2 separate regions of the Mus musculus genome follow, and region 1 is linked to region 2. A link is a contact called in public Hi-C data. All regions are on one chromosome and are shown on one strand. The core of a region is the stretch at or near the end of the contact, and the rest is flanking DNA. Distances in the headings are between cores, read along the strand shown. Region 1 has its middle 20 kb from the start of Gm30365. Region 2 has its middle 26 kb from the start of 1700105F02Rik.

Region 1 (4,815 bases), core at 1,249-3,748, 150 kb before region 2:
TAACACATTGATAGTGGAAGACTTCAGTACCCCATTCTCACCAATAGTTCATCCAAACAAAAACTAAATAGAGAAATGCTAGAGCTAACTGATGTCATAAACTAAATGGACTTAACAGATATTTACAGAGCATTCCACCCAAATACAAAAGAATATACCTTCTTTTCAGCACCTCCTAGAACTTTCTTCAAAACTGACCACATACTTGGTCACAAAGCAAATTTGAACAGGTATAAGAAACAAAATTGAAATCATATCCTATGGATAAAAGCTGGACATTAGTAACAGAAATCTTATAAACTCACGGAAACTGAACAAGTCACTCCCGAATGAAAAATAAGTTAGGACAGAAATTAAGAGAGGAATGAAAAACATTTTAGAACTGAATAAAAATAAAAATGCAACATACCCCAAAATATGGAACACAGTAAAGGTGGTCCTAAGATGCCAGTTCATAGCATGAACTGCTTACATTAAAAATAAGAAAGAAAGGAAGAAGGAAGGAAAGAAAGAAAGAAAGCAAGCTCCTATATTAGTACCTTACCGACACACCTGTACACTCTAGAACAAAAGAAGAAATAATACCCCAAAGGAGTGAAGAGCAAGATTCAATCAAACTAACAGCTAAAATTTGTAAAATAGAAACAAACAAAAATAATACAAAGAATAAATGAAACAAAGAGTTGATTCTCTGAGAAAATAATCAGTAATGACTCCTGTTTGTTTTCAAACGAGAAACGGAAAAGTTTTGGATCCAGATGGGAGGGTAGGTGGGGAGGAACCTGGAGAAATTGGGGGGGGGGGGCGGGAGATAGAAAACTATAATCAGAACATATTGTATAAAAATTAATTTTCAGTAAAAGAAATGGAAGATGTGTTGGAATTTGTTAATAGATTCAATATGGAAGTCTGTAAAGGAAAAGAATTAAGATTAATCACTGAGATGCTAGTTGGACAGTTGAATGGATGATGGAGATATATATATATATATATATATATATATATATATATATATATATATCCAAAATCAGGAGAATGGAAAATAGACTTTTAGTGAGGAAATCGCACATTTGCAACATTAAGGTTGATGTGCCAGCAAGGCATTGGAGTAGAGCATCAGCATTTACACATGCTCCTCAACTAATTTAAATACTTTTGAGTTCTTACTTCCTGTAGGAACTGAACCTAATGTGGAATACACAGGGGAGAGCGGGGCCTCAGCCTCATGACATTTACAACCCTTCAGGCAGGACAAACACTGGGCAAAGAACTAAGATGCTGGGAGAGTGAGGAAAAACTAAGGGACTCAGGAACGAGGAGGCAGGAGGGAGGGCTGACAGTCCTAGTGGTGACTGAAGGTACCATTTAAAGTCCAGCTCTGAAATACAAATGCAATTAGCTTAGTGGAAAGAGAGGGAGAGAGCTACAGGCAGAACATGTGTGGGACATGTGTGGTACCCCGGGGCAGGAGAGGTTAGAACTTTCCAGGAACCACTTCCTTAGGACTAATTATTTCCCAGGAGAGGCCAGTTCGTGTGGAATTCCTGTTATTGGGTTGGTTTCCGTACTTGTCCGAACATGCTGGAATAACCAACAGCAAACCCAACCCACACACACAGTCCAGCCAGAACTATTACTACTGAGTCTGAAAGCTCTTGGGTCATTCTTTCAGCCCCAGAGCTCCTTGTTACGGACCACAGAGCCCTGGCAGGCTTCTTAATTTTCACCTGCCGCTCGCAGAATCTTAAAGAGTGTTGCAGGAAAATCATGTAGTACAAAAGATGGCAAGAATTAATAAGGAGGTACTAGCCTTGCCTTGAACTATAGAGACACTTCAGGGAATGAAGGTGAACAGAGAGAGAGAATAACACGTGTTTGGAAGTGGCACACATTTGGAGAAGGGGGAACTTATGAACTAGTTTATTCATGAAACTCCAACAGCATCCTTTCTGGAGACCATGGTCTTTCTCAGCTGCAAGAGGGCTCCCACATTTGGTAACAGCTGTGATTTTTTTTTAACCAGTGGTTTTCTTCAGATTCACCAGTGCTAAAGGCTGATGTAATGATCTAGTGATCCCACCAAGAAGAGAATAGGAACCTCCAGGAGCCAAGCTTAAGATGGGCCACAGAACTTTGCCTCCAGCAGCCATGCGTCCATAACCTTCACAGGAAGTACAGAAGCAAACCACTTAGAGGAAGACCCTGGCCCTTCAGGAACTCTAATATCCCCAAGCCCCATACCCTCTCCAGTCCCAGAGTCTCTGCCATTTAGATTCCCTCAAGCTTAGCTTTCCCCCAAGACTGATTGGCACAATCAAGTTGTCTTTGGTTGATTCTTAAAGTGTGATTGCATAAAGACAGACAAAACCAAACAAACAGACAAAAATAACCAACTCAGTGCCAATTGTCAGAAAATGAAGACAAGAAAGGAGAAGGTAGAGTGAGGCGAATCCTAGAAAGCAGAAGTGAACCTATTGTGAAACTGTCTCCCATGAGTCCCAGTATTCATCGCAGCTTCCAGATATTGGCACCAGAGACCACAGCTGAGTGATAATTAGGCACCAAGCAATCCTAGCTCGCTCGTCCCCCCCTCCCCACCCCCCACCCCCGTCTACTGTCTATTGCTCTTCCTTAACAGTTTAGAAAAGTCAAAGCATTGGACGTGCAACCCGTGTGGAGGAACACTGGAAACCTGGAGCCTGGGCTTTGTTTCCTTGTCTCGAGAGAGAGCCCAACCATTTATTTACATGAAATCAAAACAGTGCTGCGAGGAGGGCTACAAATAAGTAGAGACAGGGTTTAAAGCCTTAGGATTCTGGATGGGTTTGCAATGATGGACACGTGTTATGCATCCATAAAACACAGAGAATGAGAGCCAGTGTAAACCATGAACTCTAGTAAATAAACTTATTGACAGCAGCTCATCCAGGGTAAGAAATCCACCCGTCTATTACAAAGTGCTAATGATGCAGGGAACTAGGAGGAGACTAGGGGGAAGGCGGGAACTTGCTGCCCTTTCTGTTTACTTCTCTGGAAACCTAACACTGTTGGAAGAGACGCAGTCTGGTAAATAAGAAAAAGTTGAGTCTGGAGTTAACCACCAAACTCAGTTTCATCCTACACTAAGTATTCTCTGACACTGGTTGACTTCTTAGCACCCGTTATTCTCTGTTGGCAGCATGTAGAATTCGATAATGAACAAGGCGAGAGCCTGCATCCCGCCACCCCCTGGATTTCTCTTCTGGCCGGGGAAACACACTGATAAGGAAGGAAATAATCTTTGCAGGCAGTGGAGGCTACAAAGATGATGCTCGCAGTGCCGTGGCTGAGGAGAAGGAAGAGGGCTATTTTAGGCATGGTGATCAGAGAAGACTATGGGTAGGAGGGGACAGTTGAGGTCATCTATCCCTAAAAGAAAGTCACTTGGATTATGTTGATCCAGTCAGCAGCCATCAGTGACAACAGTGGGACACTCTGCTTCCCTATTTTTTTCCAGGACTCGTTTCAAGTTGTTGACTCCCATTCTACAGGATTGTAGTTTAGGATCTCAGCACACAACACCAATGGCAGGTTTTTGGGAAAAAAAGAAAAGAAAGAAAAAAACAAAAAACAAAAAAACAAGTAGAACTCTCGCTCCTTCCTCAGTCTTTAAATGCAGTGTTTGCTGAAGTGCCGGGCCCTGCACTGTGCAGTTATGGCATTAGATAGGACCTCCAGTTTTAAGGCGTCACAGGTAATAAACAACCAGGTCACACTTTGCTCCTGGCTGACAGAAATTCTAACATGTTGTGATTGTTGAACTCATCCTAATCCCAGAGATGTGAAAATGTGAAGAAAAATGCACACTTACCCATTTTCTATTCAACAAATTGCCACGTGCTTGTTAGTTTAAATAATATATAGTTCTCTTATGACTTGGAGGCCAATGTCCAGATGAGCCCAGTGATTGAAGCCATACTCTGTTTAGAGATTTTAGGTTTTAGTTCCTTGCTTTTTCCAGCTCTTAGCACTTCAAGTCTTACCTCTTTGACCCATGGATCCATCTTCCACCTTTGAAGCTGGTAGCACACAGCATCTAACCTCACATTGCCTCTGTCCCTGTAGCGAAATAACTCTTTACCTTCTTCACAGCAACACCATCTTGATTTAGTTTACTGTCCACATGAATATTTTAAACATCTTAAGATCATAAGTGTAAGCCGACAAAAGTTGTTTTTTTCCTGTATTCATAGTAACATTTGCTTACAGATGCTAAGGATTTAGTTAGACTTGTGCCTCTTTGGGATTTATTACTCAGTCTCTTATATTAGACAGAGTAAACTAGGCAGATGTCAAGTCAAGCCTTTGGGTGAGGTCATTAAGTGGTGAATAGAGATGTGAGGAGCGTGGTACTCTCAATTCAGGAATCATGAAGACAGACAACCCACGGAAAGAGACTGCAGAGTGCCGGCCTGTGAAATCTCAGGCAATCTAGGCAACCCATAGTCAGTCAGAAAAGATCCTCCAGTGAGTGGTGAGTGTTCCCTTCATCAAATCCTGCTCAGTCGGCTAAGGATTTAAAGGCCATGATTGGATTTGATGTCCTGCACAAGGACAAGTTAGGAGAAGCAGTGATGTGCACACATCCTGATTGGAGTAAGTTTATGGGCCGGAGTGGGGGGGGGGGGGAGTGGAGAGGCTAGGGATCAAATTTCCCCACAAGGAGAGATGGAGGGTGAGGATGAGGGGCTTTTCCAGGCTTCAGGATGGAAGGCGAGGGGGCAGGGTAGACACACAGAGAGGAGTAAGCCGAGGACATAGAGTAAGAAGCAAATC
Region 2 (4,913 bases), core at 2,370-4,869:
TGTGTTTTCTTTCTAATTATGGGTGGCAAGTGGAACAATACCTTCTGTTTACATAGAGCCGGCCCTTGGAAAGTCCTGGGAATATGGACGGGCTCGCTCCCTCCACAACTCCCTGGGAAAGCGGCAGACCTTTCTCTCCCAGCTTTCATGGTTGCCCGGCCTGTCAGAAGCCTGCGGAGTCCAGAACCTGCCTTTGCTTTGGATCAAAAATGCAGTCTTAGTTTCCTTTCTATTAGGTAGATCTTTCTAAGATGAAATGAGGGGATATTTATACTGTCCAAGGTAAGTGCCACGAGAAAGAATTCAGCTAAGACTTTCTGATTTTCTCTTTCTTTCTTATATGTTTTTACTTTCTTTTTTATTCTTTATTCTTTTTTTTTTTCTTTTTTTAGGAAGTCTTGCTATGTAACCCTGGATGGCCTTGAACTTCCTGGCTCAGCTTTTGAGTGTTGGGATTATAGTCACAGTACACCATGCTGAGTAAACTTTCAACATGAGAAGACAATTTAACCACTTTCTTCCCGTACTGGCATTGTTTTTCTGGTGTTCGGTGTGTGATGTGAATCTGTGTGTGTGTGTGTGTGTGTGTGTGTGTGTGTGTGTGTGTGTGTGTGTGACTATAGACCCCAGACTGGCCTTGAACTCTATAAACTGTCCTGCCTCAGCCTCCCAAGGGCTGGTCCTATTTTTTCCACTTTTCCGCCCATAACTACAGTGGTACTATATATCCTGTGGGCAGCAGAATAAAATGCTCACGATGTCATTGTCCCCCGAGGCTCACACATGTCCTTGGTCCCAGTACACTTCTTCCTGTAAGCTCCAGCCCTAGACAACTGGAAGCCTTCATCTAGACCAACATGCTCATAGTTTCACAGGAGGAAACCACTAAGGCTCAGGATCCAGGGCCCTGCTGCTGATTAGTGGCGCTGAAAAGGTATGAAGGCCGTGGTCTCCAGGGTTATTGGATTTTTACTCATTGCACTATTAAAGTGAGGCTGCAGAGGAGAGCCCTTTACACCTTTCCTACCTGCTGCCCCTTCCTACCTAAAACATTTTCACACTTACACACACACATACACATATCACAGATAGATAGATAGATAGATAGATAGATAGATAGATAGACAAAATACTCAAGACTTCTAATTGTGTGTGTGTGTGTGTGAAAATGTGTACGTGTGTGTGTGTGTGTGTGTGTGTGTGTGTGTGTGTGTGTGTAAGAATTTTGAGCAAAAGCAAATGTTTACAAATGAGAGTGGCTCATTCACTTTTCTCAGGGAAACCTACCTCTTGGCTGGACACTCAACAGTTCATGACACCGAAGATCTTCGAGGCTTTCCATAGCTCATCAGTATTTTGATCTTCTAACCATCACTACTGAGTATGCAGCTTCATGGAAACACACAGTAGAAAATGGTAGCGATATGATCAGGGCCATTTCAGAAACTGAAGCGCTCTGTCCTGATTCCAAACCAGAATTCATCGAGTGGTTCTTACGAAACCCTCGCAGCTCAGATAGCTTTTAAAAGTGAACAATTTAGTATATGGTGCAATCCAAAAATACGCCAGTCTGGAACTCACAGGCTGGAAGAGAATGGTTGGAAAATAGTAAGGAGTTTGTTGTCATAAGTAAGCCATGATGTTTCTGTAAGACCACAAAACTCTGAAATAAGAGCTAAAACACCAAAAATCCCAACACACAGTAGTCTCCCCTCTCCTCCACGGCAGTTCAGGCAGTGCTTGTTGCCTTGTGTGGCTCGGTGCGCAAAACAAGGCTGCAGTGTTGTATCCACAGGGCACAATCCAGGTCGTGCTGTCAGGATCCTGTGGGAGCCATTAGGATGCATTTAGTGCTTTAATTTTCGGTTATTCAGAAACCTTGTACCTGCGTCAAATCATTCTGCTACCCCACATTTGGTTCTGCAAATTTCCATGGTGATGGAAGAAACTGAGAAACTGTGGGTTAGAGGAACAGACTGCTAAGCCCCTTGTTGTCGGTAGCTTAACACAGGGAGCATTTATTCATCGGTTACTTGAGAGAACATGGTTTTCTTGATAGGAAATGATGGTTGTTCCACCTTGCTAAGTATGGTCTCACCATCCTGGTGTGGTGGCTCTCAACTGGGAGTGCTTTGGTACCCTGGGTGCCATTGGGCATTGTCTGGAGCTGATTTCTCACTCTTGGCATTTAGAAGGTTGAGGCAAGGCTGGTGCTAAGTATCATACACTACACGAGACAGACTCCCACATTAAAGGGTTTTTTTCTTCCCAAGATTGAGAAACATTGCCCAAGGTATTAACCATCTTCTACATCTAAGCATCTGAACAGAGAACAGCAAGATTCAGGCACCTAAATACAGGAGGCTAAGCACTGAGTCCTGGTGGGTTGCTGGTGACAGTATCTACTTGGGGATGAAGCAAGACCTTTTGGCAAACAACTGTCCGTCTTTCCACAGTGCCACAGACAAGATTGGAAAAGCCCATTTGCCGGGTTGCTCATGCCATTGTTGAAACATCAAGTGAGCTGGTAATATTGGTGCTATACAAGCACGGCCTCATGTCATCCTTAGAGTTCTAGTTCCTCCGTCAAGTGTTTCCCTATGACTCAGCATAGCACTTGCCACTGCAAACACAACAAACAGAAATGTTGAACTTTCTAGGAAAACGCTGTTTTCCTCGATCAGATCATTCTTGTCTCACAATGCTCACAATGTCAGCTGACAATGCCGTTTCCTCTCTTGCTTTGCTGTACCACCATCATCTGCTCAGCCAATCTTCCCAACTCTGTCTCTGACAGTTCCCTGCAGGCAGGGCCATGCACTGGCATCTGTGGCCTGAGCTACTGCAATGACCCCGTCAATGGCCTCTTTGCCGCCTTGCTTACCACATTCCAGTCTACTACCCCAGGGTGAGCAAGGTACTCTTTTTTACTGGAATGGTTATTTCTTCAGGACTGGGGCCAGATCACCCTCTGGGCAGTCTGGGTCATATGAAACCCACATACCTCTCTGCTCCACGAGGCCTGAGATGCCTTCCATCATTCCCGTAAATCCCCTGGACTTGCTACCATTTTTTTTTTTTGGTTTGGTTTTGGCATGATCCCCTTTTCTCTATGCTGCCAATACTAAAGGCTATTACTATGAAAAGCGCTAACTTAGGAGTAAGAGTCAGCTCTAATCAATCATCCTCACCAGGGTCCGTGAGAGTATTTCTCTCTTGCCTCTCTCCACCTCTCACACTTCATTACAGACACTGGCTTGCCAGTTTCTCTGGGTGTCTGGGACTCTACAGTTACTCAGATGTTTGACAGCTTTATCCTCCCCTCCTATGTAGACCCAGTGTCCTCTTCCCACATTCTTGACATCACATTCTTGAAATTGCTGCCCCTTCCAATCCCCCTCCCTTCCCTGGTTTCTCGACCTCTGCAGCATAAGTCACACTCTGGCAAGCATACATTATTCTTTCTCCTCTCGTTGGCCGTTTGCCTCATCAACTATCATGGAAGCTCTGCGAGGAGAGAAGATGTGTCCATCTTGTCTGCCACCGTGTCCCCTGCTCTATGGCAATACGGCGGCGCGCACAGCTATCAGTAGCACAGTTGGTGCACAGTCATTGCAGCGATGCAGGAACAGAATACCAGGGCCCCAGAGGATGAGGAAATGAGCAGGAAACCTTGTCCCAGCTCAGGATATCAAGGGACACTCAGAAAAAAGGGAGGGAGGGAGGGAGGGAGGGAGGGAGGGAGGGAGGGAGGGAGGGAAGAAGGAATTGCCATAAAGGGACCTTAGAAACCAACCAACAAATCTCAGATTCAGTGGAGTGTTCTCTCCAGGAGCAGCACATGGAACTGCCAAAGCAATGGACACACCCGGAGGCCTGATGGAGAAGTTCCTTTTGTGTGGTTGCTTGTGTGCTCTGGCTTCTTGTTTTCACTTCCTTCACTTGCTTTTGAAAAGCCTCACAAACATGAAAACTAAACTTCTAATCTCTCCAGTCTTAAGCCAACTGCCTGACTGCTCCCTGAGACTCGATCTGGAACAGAGAGATGCCCTTGACACAGCAGGACTGACGGCAGCCTTGACTTTGATCATTCATCCATCTTTGTTATATTTTATAGATTAATTTTTCTGTTCCTTCCCACTAACAGCAGGCGAGCACCATGCTCGGTTTTCAAACGGGCACAGTAGCTGGTGTCTGCAACCACAGATTCAGAAACCAGATTCTGAAAGTTGAACTGAATCAAAAAGCAAAACTTGAATTTGTTGTATGCCAGGTTCTATGACAAATGCAACCTAATGAAGTGATGTGTGGGCAGGCACTGTGTCGGGAATGGTACGTAGTCAAGAGATGATTTAGCAGCAAGGATTGTATAGATTACATACAGAGGCTGTGCTGCTGTATCTAAGAAGAGACTTGAGCATCATGCATTTTGGTATCTATAAAAGTCCAAGAATGTATCTCTCAATAAAGGGTAGGCTGTCGAGCCCATAGTCACATAAGCTTTGAAAACTTTGCAAAACCAGGATGCTCTGATTGTAATGGTGGTAAGACTCTCTTCCATTCCCACCCCACCCCCTCCTGCTTCCCACACCCTGGGCAGAGACTTTCTACAGTATTTTTGGAACAGTGCTGAGGTAAAGTTGAGTTGGCATATTTAGCTTGGGTTTAAGGGGATATATTTAGTTGGCTTTCAGTCACCTCTGAACATTGATAAGTTACTGCTATTCATAGGCATTGCTTCTAGAAATACTCTAACTTAAGGGCCAACTCATGCAGCATCGTGATACAAAGGCACACAGTCTACCATGACATGTGTGCAATAGACAATTTGGCCCTGGGAATATATGGGGAATGAAAGATCACCTATATTTGAGGTCACCACAGTGGTAGATAGTCTGTGAGACTCCTCCCTT

Evidence for each region. A called contact is a pair of places that touch in the nucleus more often than the background predicts.
Region 1: a contact with region 2 is called in a Hi-C map of bone marrow-derived macrophages, with 35 read pairs. The contact joins two enhancer-like sites. A contact is called at or near these places in 6 of 484 Hi-C or Micro-C datasets (the AML12 cell line, the HPC-7 cell line, bone marrow-derived macrophages and 2 more) and 1 of 115 datasets of contacts at active chromatin or transcription factors (bone marrow-derived macrophages).

Annotation. Positions count from the first base shown.
Region 1 is chr14:76,855,229-76,860,043 of GRCm38.p6, reverse strand. No RefSeq gene overlaps it. Among named protein-coding and RNA genes, the nearest start is that of Gm30365, 20 kb to the right of the region's middle. Within about 2 kb of position 2,498, at least 40 of the 459 cell types and tissues checked have an H3K27ac peak or open chromatin away from gene starts, as enhancers often do. A contact at or near this core is called in bone marrow-derived macrophages, where this site is marked.
Region 2 is chr14:76,701,272-76,706,184 of GRCm38.p6, reverse strand. No RefSeq gene overlaps it. Among named protein-coding and RNA genes, the nearest start is that of 1700105F02Rik, 26 kb to the right of the region's middle. Within about 2 kb of position 3,619, at least 68 of the 459 cell types and tissues checked have an H3K27ac peak or open chromatin away from gene starts, as enhancers often do. A contact at or near this core is called in bone marrow-derived macrophages, where this site is marked.